Regions from separate parts of the Capsicum annuum genome. Here region 1 is linked to region 2. Evidence: chromatin contacts called from public Hi-C data. All regions are on one chromosome and are shown on one strand. Each heading gives the region's core, a stretch centred on a gene start, on an enhancer-like site or on the middle of the called end of the contact. The rest is flanking DNA. Distances are from core to core; before and after follow the strand shown. Region 1 overlaps LOC107867853 (transmembrane 9 superfamily member 1). Region 2 overlaps LOC107867880 (exportin-4).

Region 1 (6,202 bases), core at 2,555-5,054, 870 kb before region 2:
TCATATTGTGTAGTGAGTATGTCAACTTTCGGCTCCTTTACTTGGCTGGTATCCTCATGTGCAGTTTTGAAACAATCCCAAATCTCTTTAGCCGACTCGTATGCAGTAGCAACTTCTTGCCTTGTAGTTCTTTGCAATTTTTTTACGATCATCTTTATTATACTCCCTTCGAGTCTTGGGGACTAGTCTGGTGACCTCTCCTTCTTTGTATTCTCTCATAGGAATATGTGGATCATCCAGGGTAACATCCATCAGTTCTTCTGCCATTATAGATACTACATTAGACTCTTTTTCCAACTAGGACACTAACATTACAATCATTTTCCAAGTAGGATTGTATATACTAGTCATTCCTATTCATATTCTAACAATTTCTACACGAGTTTCTAACGTGCAAACTTTGTATTTGACATTTTTCAGAATGCAAGAGGACACAACACGGAAACATACTAACTCTGATAGACAAAAAAATCTAATTAACACCATGAGACATGCATAGAGATAGTTATGCGTTGCAATTAATTTTCTCAGTTTGAAACTTTCGTAAGATGCTTGATATTCATCTGAAAGTTTCAAAATTTTGAATTGACCTTATGTGCAAAAGAGAAATTGGAGTTTTAGATGTATAAGTTTGAGGAGTGAGAGCACGCTTTTGGTCTATCAATAACATGTGAGATAATTTTCTATTGGTAAAATTTTTTTAAATAGAGAAGGTAACCTAGATGTTGATGTCTCTCAAATTACACCTCACAATGAAGTATAGCATGGTCGTTGATCAAATATAGAACCCAACTTGGTTGGGGTCGATCCTACCGGGAATGTGACTAGAAACTAGGTCAATGTGGTTATTTATGCTAGTAGTTGTTTAGTTTTGAAGGGGTTTTTAAAGTTACAAGTAACAATTTGTAAGCTTTCAGTAAACAAGTGACAAGTGACAAGTGACAGGGTATTAAATTGTTGTTTGTATCAATTTGTGAGAATGTCTAGGACTGTATTTTTCGTGATTTCATAACTCATTGAGCATATCGTACTAGCAACCTATCTATTGGGTTCGAAATCGAGAGGGCGTCATGCGGAAGCTTAAAGTTTGCAAACTAATATGGTGATAATTTAGATGACACAAAACTAAACAAAAAAACATAATATTATTGATATGGTTTGTCCAATCGGCCTACATATTAAAAATTAAATAAAAAAACATAAAAATACTATGAGAGAAATCTCTCCATAAACAAGGCTCTTTAAGGGGACTACATTGTGGATACTATTATGTTCTTGTATGAGAAGGGGTCTTCTATTTATAGATGTCCAAAATCATTCCTCTTAGAAAAAGGTTTGCCAAATATGGAAAAGTTTTATATTTTTCTTTCAGGAAAAATAAAAGTAATTATTACTTACTTTTATTACTTCTATTTTCCTTCTAAGAAAAAGTAAAACTTAATTTTGGTAAGAAAATCAGGGCAAAACCCCCAACAAATTGTTGTTTGTATCAATTTATGAGAATGTCTAGGACTATTTTTTTTGTGATTTCATAACTCATTGAGCGTATCGTACTAGTGACCTATCTCGGTGCTTAGCATGCAAAATTGGTAAGTTATGTTCACCTAAGTGGCTTTTGACTCTAATTGGATGAATATCACTCAATTACCAGCTAGGTGTATGAGTGTTTGCATATGAACCCTTACCCTCAATCCTGGATTAGATTTTTCCGGTTAAGGCTCAAGCTATTAGATGGGGGGCTGGTAGCCTCATATCTCCATGTTTGATCTCTTTTCCTATTCTCTCTTTGATCAAGCCAATTAAGAATTAAGCCAAGTTCTAATGTTTGAAATTGTTAAAAAGCAATCAATACGAAGAGAAGAACAATACATCCATGAACACCATTCAAGAATCGCAAATACTTTAACCTACTTCATTAATTTATCATAGTTCCCACAACCCTAGTTATGAGATTTAGCTACTCATGTTTGCAAGAACACAATCAGAATTTATGGTAGAAAACATAATTATGAACTTGCGAATTGAATAGATGAAATCCAAAATCTTGAGTAGAACACAATCAATAACAAGAATCAATGGATATTATTGCTCAGAACAAAGAGAGTTGTGTTCTCAAGCAACAACAACAAAAAAAATAAATATATTTAGGGTGCATAAACTGTAAGCAAAAACCTAAGAAAAGTATTTATTGACAAAACGAATCCTATCCTAAACAAAATAGGATTGCATGTTTGTTAGCAATGTACGACTCATGCAATGAAGGTACGACTCATGGTCTATAGGTCTCCACTTGTGGTTTGCCAAAGATCCAAAAAATTCTTTCAATTCGTACGGGTCATTCCACGATTCGTAGTCTAGGACTACGACTCCTGGTATTAACCCTTGATTTGCACTCCTCCTGAATCTATCCTACCAGTCCATATTATAGACCCGTACGGTCGATGTCACGGGTCATGGGAGTCGTCGTGATACTCGTACCGTTGAGATCAATTTCACTGCTTCTGAACTACTATCTATGGCCACGAGTATGACTCATACTATCAAGTTACGAGTCATTGGAAGAGTCGTGGTATCAACTTCAGAATCACACCATCTGTGGTCATCAGTACGAGGTTGAGTATGGTTCGTACTTCACCCAATGATTCGTGCCCTGCTTCCATGAGTCAGTACTTAGAAATTTTCAGCCCGTTTTCCAACTTAAGCTTCCGGGACCTGTTTTCCTGCACAAACACACAAAAACACATCGTATCTACTAAAATGTAGTCAAGGACAAGCACAATTTCCATGTTTTGATCGTTGAAACTACAGTAAATCACGGTACATCAGATGTCAACATTGTTTTGGGTATGATGGCATGTCTCAGGACTGTCCAATGTGTTCCTGTCAGACACTACCTCTGACATGGATAGTGAACCATTCTAACTTCCCAAGCTTAAGTTTGAATCCAGATTTTGTCTTTTGATAAACAGAGACAAACTTGTAGAATTATCAATGACATTTGCCAATAGATTATGGTGATCATTTCTCTAGTAGCTCGAGATTCTGAAGCGTTGGTCTACGTATGTTTTTTGGTATAGTTCCTTTCTTTCTCCATAATTTCAACACATATAGGACAACTTGCAATGACTTCTTCAAAGTAGGAATCCCGACATAGTCTAGCAAGAATTTCAGAGCATTTAATCTGCACAGTGGAGATTCTGTAGTGTTCACCTACTTCTTTTCTTCTATGTTAGCTGCAAAGTTATTCCCTAAACAATGTATTTTACATTTGAACTTTGGCTGACCTTTATTTTGTTGTTGGCAGGTCTACTATGTCTATGGTTTTATGCTTCTTGTATTTATTATTCTCATCATTGTCACTGTGTGTGTGACAATTGTGGGCACGTATTTCTTGCTGAATGCCGAGAACTACCATTGGCGGTGGACTTCATTCTTTTCTGCTGCCTCAACAGCTCTTTATGTTTATCTTTACGCCATATATTACTATCACGTAAAGACTAAGATGTCCGGTTTCTTCCAGACCAGCTTTTACTTTGGCTACACTCTGATGTTCTGCCTTGGCGTCGGCATCCTCTGTGGTAAGCTATATAAGTCAATTACAGGATCTGGGGAGTCTCTTTTGTTTTTGTTCCCCTCAAAACGTCGTCATCCCTGTCATGGAGTTAAGTTCTGACTTAAATTATTCTTGCTTGATTATTTTGGAACTCCAGGTGCTGTTGGATATCTCGGCTCTAATTTGTTTGTTAGGAGGATTTACAGAAATATCAAGTGTGATTAAGTGCTTAAACGGAGCAGATGAAATGCTGCCCCACAGTTTTGCATGATCTATTTTACCCGTCACTTGATAGAGAGTTAAGTGGATTTCCAGATAATACCACAGCAATCTGGTCACCTGATGTGAATGAAGATTATTTTAGAAGAGATGAGGGAAGGAAATTATTTTGTATTCCCAATTTTCTGGTTTAGGATGGGTGGAGGTGTTTAGTAAAGTTGTGTGGGAGAAAACGCTGGATTATTTTGCAACTTTTGTGGTACATACATATAGTGCTTATACATTTGTTTTTTACTTCAAAGGCCATAATCTGCATTTTATTTTCGTATACTGAGAGAATCATTTTCTTTTAATGAAGTGAGATATTACTTCAATTGCTTAAAAATGCCTGGGGAGGTTCTTTTATTTCATGTTTTTTTTTGTTCCGAAATTCAGTGTTGTTTGTACAAATGTTTGTATGGACATTTTTCTATTCGAGATTGAACATTAGATCATGCCTGTGCGAGTTTGCTCACATCGGCAATCCAAGCTCGGGGTAAAAGAAAATTATTCATGCAAGACAAAGTAAGGAATAAAAATATTAATTAGCGAAGACAATCAACTAGTAACAAATCAAGAAGTAAAAGGACCTAGTTAAATGAAATTTAGTCACTCATACATGAGTAACATTTTGAACGTATGACTCTTGCATTCAACAACACATGCAAGTATACGTGGTTATACAAGTAATATAAAATTTTTATGTCTTCATGTAGTACCTGCAAAGACTCGTCGATTAACTATTTCCTACTCGTCGATTAACTATTTCCTAAATTGATCTAATGTTAATTATTTATTCAAGCATAGATCTCAAAGATATATTTATGAATTAATTAAACTTAAAATACAAAAAAAAATTATTTATTCAAGCATAGATTTCAAAGATATATTTATGAATTAATTAAACTTAAAATACAAAAAAAATAACTAATGAAATCGATATAGGATTATGAATTTGCTAACAATCATATTGAGTGATCAATTTCATCGACTTGCTTGATTTATCTACTTGTTGATTTACGAGGCTTATACTCTGATTATGGTCTTTCGAGCCTCTAATCACTTATTCACACGCCTATCTATGTCTCTATTTATATGATCAAGATAAACGTGTTCTCTATTTATATGATCAAGATAAACATGTAAACGTATGCACACTTCTCATTTATTAACTGAGGTGATCTAGGTATATGTCTATCCTAGCTACAAATCCATTCTTTGATGTCCAAAGTTAAGATCTTACTCTCTTTATTCTTCGTTCTACCCCATGATTTCTCGTTCGAATTCACAATGAGAATATAGTTTATTCAACTGATCATGAAGCAGTAAAATAGTAAAATCAAGAATAGAAAAACAATTAATATGACAATCTTCACAAATTGAATCAAGAGTCTACTACAACAATCATTAAGATACCATAATCCTAGAATGAGAAGTTTAACACCACAGACATGGAAAAGTTACAAAAAGATATCGAAGGAAAAACGCAAAAATAAATAAGTATGAAGAAGAAAAGATTAATTTAATTTTCTCTAACCTCCACGGTATCGTTACTCCTCTCAACGTCTACTTTTATATATTTTTTTCTTTTAATTTTTTCTCGACCTTTATTTTTTTTATCAATCTTTATTTTTTTTTCGTTCTCTCTCTACTTCTACAATTTCTTTGATTTTTATTTTTTTTAATATTTTCTTCATTTTCTTCTTTTTTGCAATTTTTATTATTTTTGTTCTTTTCTTCGATTTCTTCCAATCAAGTTATATCTCATGAGCAAGAGTTGACACTATCACATTATAAAGGCAAGACTTATGACTTTCAAACAACAAGCTACGTTTCTTTGGTAAGAGTTGACACTACCACATTGTAAAGGCAAAACTTATGACTTTCAAACAACAAGTTATGTTTCATGGGCAAGAGTTCACACCACCACATTGTGTTTTGATTTATGAGATGCTCTATAACTCTTACCTTAGAGGCAAGACTTAGCTTAAAGACTTTCAAACGTAACCCAACTACAAGCACCAATTCTCTTATGAAGACCCCGAGTGGAATTAATCCACTCGCAACCTACATTTCTCAACAAATCAATAAAATCCCAATAAGCTTTAAATACTCGCAAGTGTATCTCTCATCATCATTCATCAGCTATCTAAAAATGAAAGAAAACCTAGCTATTTATAGCCATAAGCTACTTATTACAAGACGGGCCTAAAAGTGACCCTAAATATCAAATGGCCCCAAAAGTTACCCTTAATGTCAAATGGTCATATGTTAGCACATATGCTCTCCCGTGTCCCTATGCTACAACCAAATGCGATGTTGATCAATACACCCTTTGGTGATATCATCAAATATAGCTCCTTCCCAAGCTATCCTCCAATCACGTATTTG
Region 2 (6,164 bases), core at 18-2,517:
TACCACTGCCATTAACACTTCAATTTCTACAAATTTTGGCAAGTTGGTTGCCAAGTACACTTGGACTTAATACTCTAGCACAACTAAGTCTCATTCTGTTGATTGTGTCCATGTCAAGGTGAATTGGTTTACGCACAGTTGTTGCAATTGAAAATGTGTCCTTAACAAAGAAAGGTGGCAATAAATCTGGGAATGAGATCCATGCCATCACTTGTGTGGTTTATCATACAACTTGAACTTTGGAGGCAACAAATTTGGAAATGAAATCCATGCAATCACTTGTGTGGTTCCTCTTTCGACTAGAACTTCGTGTCATATATTAGAGGTCTCGTTTGGTAGGTTGCCCCATCCTTAGATGTTATATAATGAGCATTCTTTGCCATTAAGTTCACAAAATCCTCCATTAGGCTTAATCTTTTCAGAACATGGCGATAACATAGCAATCCAATCTCACAATTCCCTTTAGTATTGCATTGTTTATGCATATGTAATCACAACTCATCCGTTTCAGGCCATCCACAGGAAAACTTTCTAACTGCATAGTGCAAATTTTCCATAGTATTCAGTTTTTAACTTCTTCCTCCTCGTCCTCTAGGTACACCATTATTGTACGTCAATCTTTTGATAGGAACTACTGCATATTGTAACCCCTTACCAGTTTGTGGTGTATTCAAGGTGACTGGCTTCAACAGATTTCATACTTCATTTTCCCTTTCCTGTTTGTCGTCATCTCGTATATGTACTTCCGCCGTAAGTAAATTATCAAGGCAAATCTTCATTAGGCTTTTTGGATCAAGGGTGGTATAGATTAGGGAAATACTTCATAGAGGTCAAAGAAAACACCTGGTCAGCCTCCGTATTCAACTGACTAGTGGCCAAATTAGCCATGATCGGTGGATTACGAAGCAAAGTTTGAAAATCTAGGGTTTAGCATAAGAGAGGAGAGCACAGGGCTAAGCGGTCCACGCCCTTCTCAACTTTCCAACCTTGCTAATTTTAATTTAGAAAATAACATTAATGCTAAATTTAGTCCAATAGGAGTAATGAAGACATTCTTGAACCATTTTTATACCTTGAACGCATTTTTGATCCAATAGTTGGAAGTAGGACAAATTGATCCAAAAGATAAAAAGAGGATATTTGCAAATCTGTTGTAATACGTTAAAAGGACATTTTTTACCCTTTAATCATTTTTCTGTAGAATCAAATAATAGGTGCAGAACTTATATAGCGACTGGTCATTCCCACATTGGATAAGGTACGGCAACTTAAAGGAAACTGTGTAAAAAAGATTCGGTAAGCAGACTGTATAGAAATTCTCCTTTCACTTGGGATAAGGTAAACCCAAGAAAAGTAAACGTGCACTAGAAAGTTTTCTGTCAAATGACTGATTGGTACGCTTACAAACTGATTGGTACGCTTACAAATGATTCTGTAAACAGACCATATGAAAATCCTCCTTTCCACTGGGGTAACGTACACTAGAGAAAAGGAAAACGTTTAATAAAATGGCCCTGAAATAATGGCAATGCTCAACGGATTTACAAACTAACAAAATTATATTCTCCGGAGGAATCCACGAACTTCAGTAAGAAAGCTGTGCAGTTTCTTTCTAAACTTCTGGTAATTTGGCCGATCAAGTGTAGAAGAGAGACTGTTGGAGCTTGTGAGTGATTGGAGTGCATTTGTCAACCTTGATCTGAAAGCTGTGTCCGACTGGCTCTCTATCAGTTCGCTTCCCAACTTCTGCAAGAAATGTGAAATTGTTTCACCGAGTAATCAATTTTTAGTAAAAAATTAATAATTATAACAGCTATTCAAGAATGTGGATTATGCCTGGTATAGACTTTGTTCACAAAGGATTAACGGAAGAAGCGCATCTGCAGCTGAGCCAACCAGATCAGTGCTGAAATTTAGAAATGAAAATAGAATAAAATACTAGGACATTGTAACAGTGCCATAAACACAGCAAAATCTGTGAATGAAATACCAGTGGGCAATGACATTTATACGTTAACAATGGATTATATAGTAATCCTGCAAACATCAAATCTTTCAGCCTGTGTCTGGTTATGTTTTTTTCCCAACTCACCTGTAATCCTGAAAGAGGAGAAACTGTAACAGTGAACGAAGAAATTGGCTCAGAATCCCTTCCTGAAAGTTTCCTGTATGATCCTTGTAACCTGAAGCATGGTGACCTAGCCCCACTTCTCCAGCACTTCTTTGCTTGTAGTGGAAAGAAGCAAGTCCTTTTATAGCTCTTAGACATAAATCAACAACATCTGCATCCTATAGCACAAACATCACAACACAGTGATCTTGACTTTTACCTCTAGTAGTATCATTAGGCACAACCCAACTATGGAACTATTTTTTGTTCATCAGTTAAGTAGCATGGTGGACAATTGGACCAACTTCATCATGAAATGATGCCTAGACTCTCTTAAGCACTTCCCAGCATGAAATAGTATCTAAAACCATGAACCATAGACATTTATTTTGTGGGCAGGTTACCTGACACAGACCGAAATCAAGAGTCTTAATGATACGAACTAAAGCTTCCCCATTTAGCTGTGTAATCATTTCAGGGTACACCTCCAGCATATGTGATAGCAGCGAGAAGTACTGTACAGATGAAATGAATTATTACTTTTATTATTTACAGTTATTATCATTGTAGAGAAATGAAGAAACAAAAAAGGAAAAGCCTACATCATGACAAAGCTTGGGGTACTTGAGCAGGTCCAAACTTATCAGAGGGGTAACTATGTGAAGACCCGTATATACCACCTGCAACGAAACTTCTTTCAGATTGTTTTACAGCATTATGTGGTTGAGAATGTACCTTGGCAGGAAAAACAAGTAAAGGAGGAAACTGAATGAACACCACCTGACAAATATTTGTCCCATGAGCCTCAATGGGTTCTGATGAGAAGTCAACCTGCAAATAGCAGTTATATCCAGGTCATCTTAAACTTAGAACCTAGACCAAAGCAAAAGGTGGCAATGGAAAAATAACCATAATAAGATCAAGGAGTGCAGACAACACCAGATCTTTTGAACAGAGACTAGCAAGTAATTGGAGTACAGCACGTAGATCCTTGTATCTTTCAGTATCAGCTTCGCACCGCAAGCTGCTTGAAATGCTCAGAGATATCTGAAGGCATATTGGGTCATTCAGGACAGTATCCTTACATTTCCATGGAACAGAAAACAATTACATACACATTGTCATTTGTAAGGGATGTTTAACTCTGTTGCTTCTTCATTGAGATAGCATAATAATTGACAGGGAGCTGTGGAAGGGGAGTATGCAGTTAGGTTGGAAAAATTAAGCTAAGCAGGGAATATTGAACAGGTATTGCCTTGATCACTGGATACAAAAGTCATCCTTGGGAAAAGAAAGGAGAGCTGATGCGTCCCACTTACTGACACGGTTCTATACTTGGTTTGTGACTGCTATTGTTAGTCTGAATCCATGATTCACGGATGCCAAAAGCATCCTTGGGATGATCGCAGAGTTTCCACAAGGTGGAGATGATGGAGTTGGTCTGCTGGATACATAATGATACAGGAACCGAATCTATTTTCTCCTAGATCAGACTAATTTCTAAATTTTAATGGCATATTTTAAACCCAAAAACCGAAAGCAAAAGGAACTGATTTAAGAAACTTATTAACAAAAAGCAAGATGCATCTGATTAAAGATTTCAAGGGATAATCTTTGGGATTTCTAAACATAGGGATTGTGGCAATAAAAATAATTAATTTCAGATTTCAAGGGATAAACTTTGGGATTTCTAAACATAGGAATTGTGGCAGTAAAAATAATTAATTTCTGATGCCAATATAGTGTAAAGCTTGATATTAATGAAAACCGAGTATGTTTGCACATTAATGTTTTTCTTTGCTTACATTTATTACAGGACAAAACAAAGGGAAGTTGGGGACATAAATACCCATGAACACTTAAATACAATGTATATCTGCACAAAAATGGCACTGTTAGGTAGGAACGAGAATACAAGTACAAGTGTTTTACCTTACATTATAGACACTTAAAATAATGTACTTTGTCATTTTACCGATCTTCTTTTAGTGTTTTGAGATATAAGAAAATTATGTAAACAAACTCCAAGGGAAGATTCCTAAAAGCAAGGAAGAAAATGTGTAGTGTGCAGACTTGAGGGAAAGGACAAGGTAGGGTGGAGAAAGGGAGAAGTAGTGGATGGAAATACCTCCTTGAGAGTCTAATCTGAATAGTTTAAAGGGGTTTTTACTCAAATTGTCAAATCCGAAAAAGCAACAAGGTCTATTTGGTTGCTATAAGGGGACCGTGAAGTTAAAGCACAAACTTTATCGGAGAAAGCACAAATGTCAAGATACATATAAATACAAGAAAAATAAATACAACATAAACAATTCTATGTACAAAGGAATTGAAAATCTTACAATGATGTGTATTATATGAAAAAATATTGTGTCAATCAAGTTAAGGACCCTGATTCAGATGCACAAGTAACCAGCTTATACACAGCTTACCTCGCTATCTTTCTTATTCAACACTTTCATATTATTAATCATACTACAATCATTGATATTGTTCAGTAATAACTCACATTTAACTATGGGCATTTAAGTCTTTATTAAAACAAAAATAAAAATAAAAACGGCAAAGGACCTAAAATGTCCTTCACCTCTTGGAAATGGTGCAAAAATGTTCTCCATCCACCTTTTGGCTTTAAGTGCCCTTCACATCCACCTTTGGGCTCCAAAATGCCCTTCACATTTACCTTTGAACTCCAAAATGCCTTCACATCTACCTTTGGGCTCCAAAATGCCCTTTATTTAATATTTTCAATATTAAATAAATAAAAAATATTTCATTAATGAAGTGACACATTTCCATTGATCCCCTTTTTATGATTTAAAAAAATTAAAAAATTCTAACTCAGAACACCTACCTCATCTCTACCCGACGATCAATATTAATATATTAATGTTTCAGTACTTTTTGTTGTGAAATCATGTCAAAGTGTGCATCTTTATTTTATGAATGAATACGTGTCTGGTATTCTTTCTAAGGATTGCACCATAAGTTACTTTCTTCCTTTAGAGTTTGTGAAATCAAGCCAAAATTTGTTTATTGGTTTCTGTCTTAGAGGTAAATTACCATGCCCTGTTTTATGCGTGGACGATGAAACATAGGACTAAACCAAGCAAAAAATTAGGAAATATGTTGTCAGAATCTGAAAGGAAAGTGTTCCGTCGTTGGAATATTAGATTTGATTGCCAAAAGTTGATCGGAATCAAGAAAAAACAATATGGGCAGCCTCGGATTAAAGAGGCAGCCCTACTGGAAAGAAAACTTGCTGGAAAAGAGGTCAGAAATTGCCTCACATGCTGGCGTGTGGATCTGACGCACTCACCAAAAAACTGCTTCTTGCGGCGCGTGAGGGCGCGTGGTTGCACCTACTTCCGATGATGTTGACTAGGGTTTTGTTGCTGGAACATTTCAAAAATGGTGGTGAGCTGGTTTTGTCACCGGAAAATTCCAAAAGTGGTGGTGGGCTGAATTCGGAAAAGAAAGAACTGACTGATCACCGGAAAATTTGCATAGTGATGGCTACTTTACTCACCAATGCTCTAATTCCATGTGAGAAAATGTTGAATTGTTGTATTGTACATTTAGACCCTATTTATAGACACTACACTACTCTTTTTCCAACGAGGATACTAACATTACAATCCTTTTCCAAATAGAATTCTATATACTATTCCTATTCCTACTCATATTCTTGTTGTTCTAAATCAAAAAGTATACCAAAGAGAAAAAATAACAAACTACTGAAACATCAACAAATATCGAACAGCTGATGAATATTAGTTCGACTTGAGTATACTTAATAAAACAAGATATAGGAATTGCAAATAGCATGTCATAAATCAATCTTTGCACATTGTTAATTATTTAAAATATAAATGTAAGTAGTGTGGTTTCATTCGACAAATCTAACAATTGACGACAACAAGGCAGTCTTAGTGTGAGACAATTTTGTGATGCATCTTCTTCCCATAATGGACATATATAACTACCGGCTAGCAAGAAAATAGAAGAGGTTAACAGGTCAATTTTTTTGTTTGTTTGAGAAAAACTGGTCAAA

The links. A called contact is a pair of places that touch in the nucleus more often than the background predicts.
Region 1: a Hi-C map of leaf shows a contact between it and region 2, with 2.6 times the contacts expected there. The contact joins two enhancer-like sites. A contact is called at or near these places in 2 of 5 Hi-C or Micro-C datasets (both in leaf).

The regions. Positions count from the first base shown.
Region 1 is chr4:112,054,508-112,060,709 of UCD10Xv1.1, reverse strand. It overlaps LOC107867853 (transmembrane 9 superfamily member 1), which reads left to right. Exons shown (of 12, transcript XM_016714314.2): 11 at 3,305-3,578; 12 at 3,711-4,146. The coding sequence ends at 3,778. Among protein-coding and RNA genes, the nearest start is that of LOC107867854, 13 kb to the right of the region's middle. Within about 2 kb of position 3,804, at least 2 of the 5 cell types and tissues checked have an H3K27ac peak or open chromatin away from gene starts, as enhancers often do. A contact at or near this core is called in leaf, where this site is marked.
Region 2 is chr4:111,184,469-111,190,632 of UCD10Xv1.1, reverse strand. LOC107867880 (exportin-4) reads right to left here. Exons shown (of 31, transcript XM_047411946.1): 25 at 3,050-3,157; 26 at 2,891-2,941; 27 at 2,713-2,790; 28 at 2,515-2,625; 29 at 2,093-2,289; 30 at 1,837-1,906; 31 at 1,313-1,746. The coding sequence ends at 1,558. Among protein-coding and RNA genes, the nearest start is that of LOC124898209, 57 kb to the left of the region's middle. Within about 2 kb of position 1,267, at least 5 of the 5 cell types and tissues checked have an H3K27ac peak or open chromatin away from gene starts, as enhancers often do. A contact at or near this core is called in leaf, where this site is marked.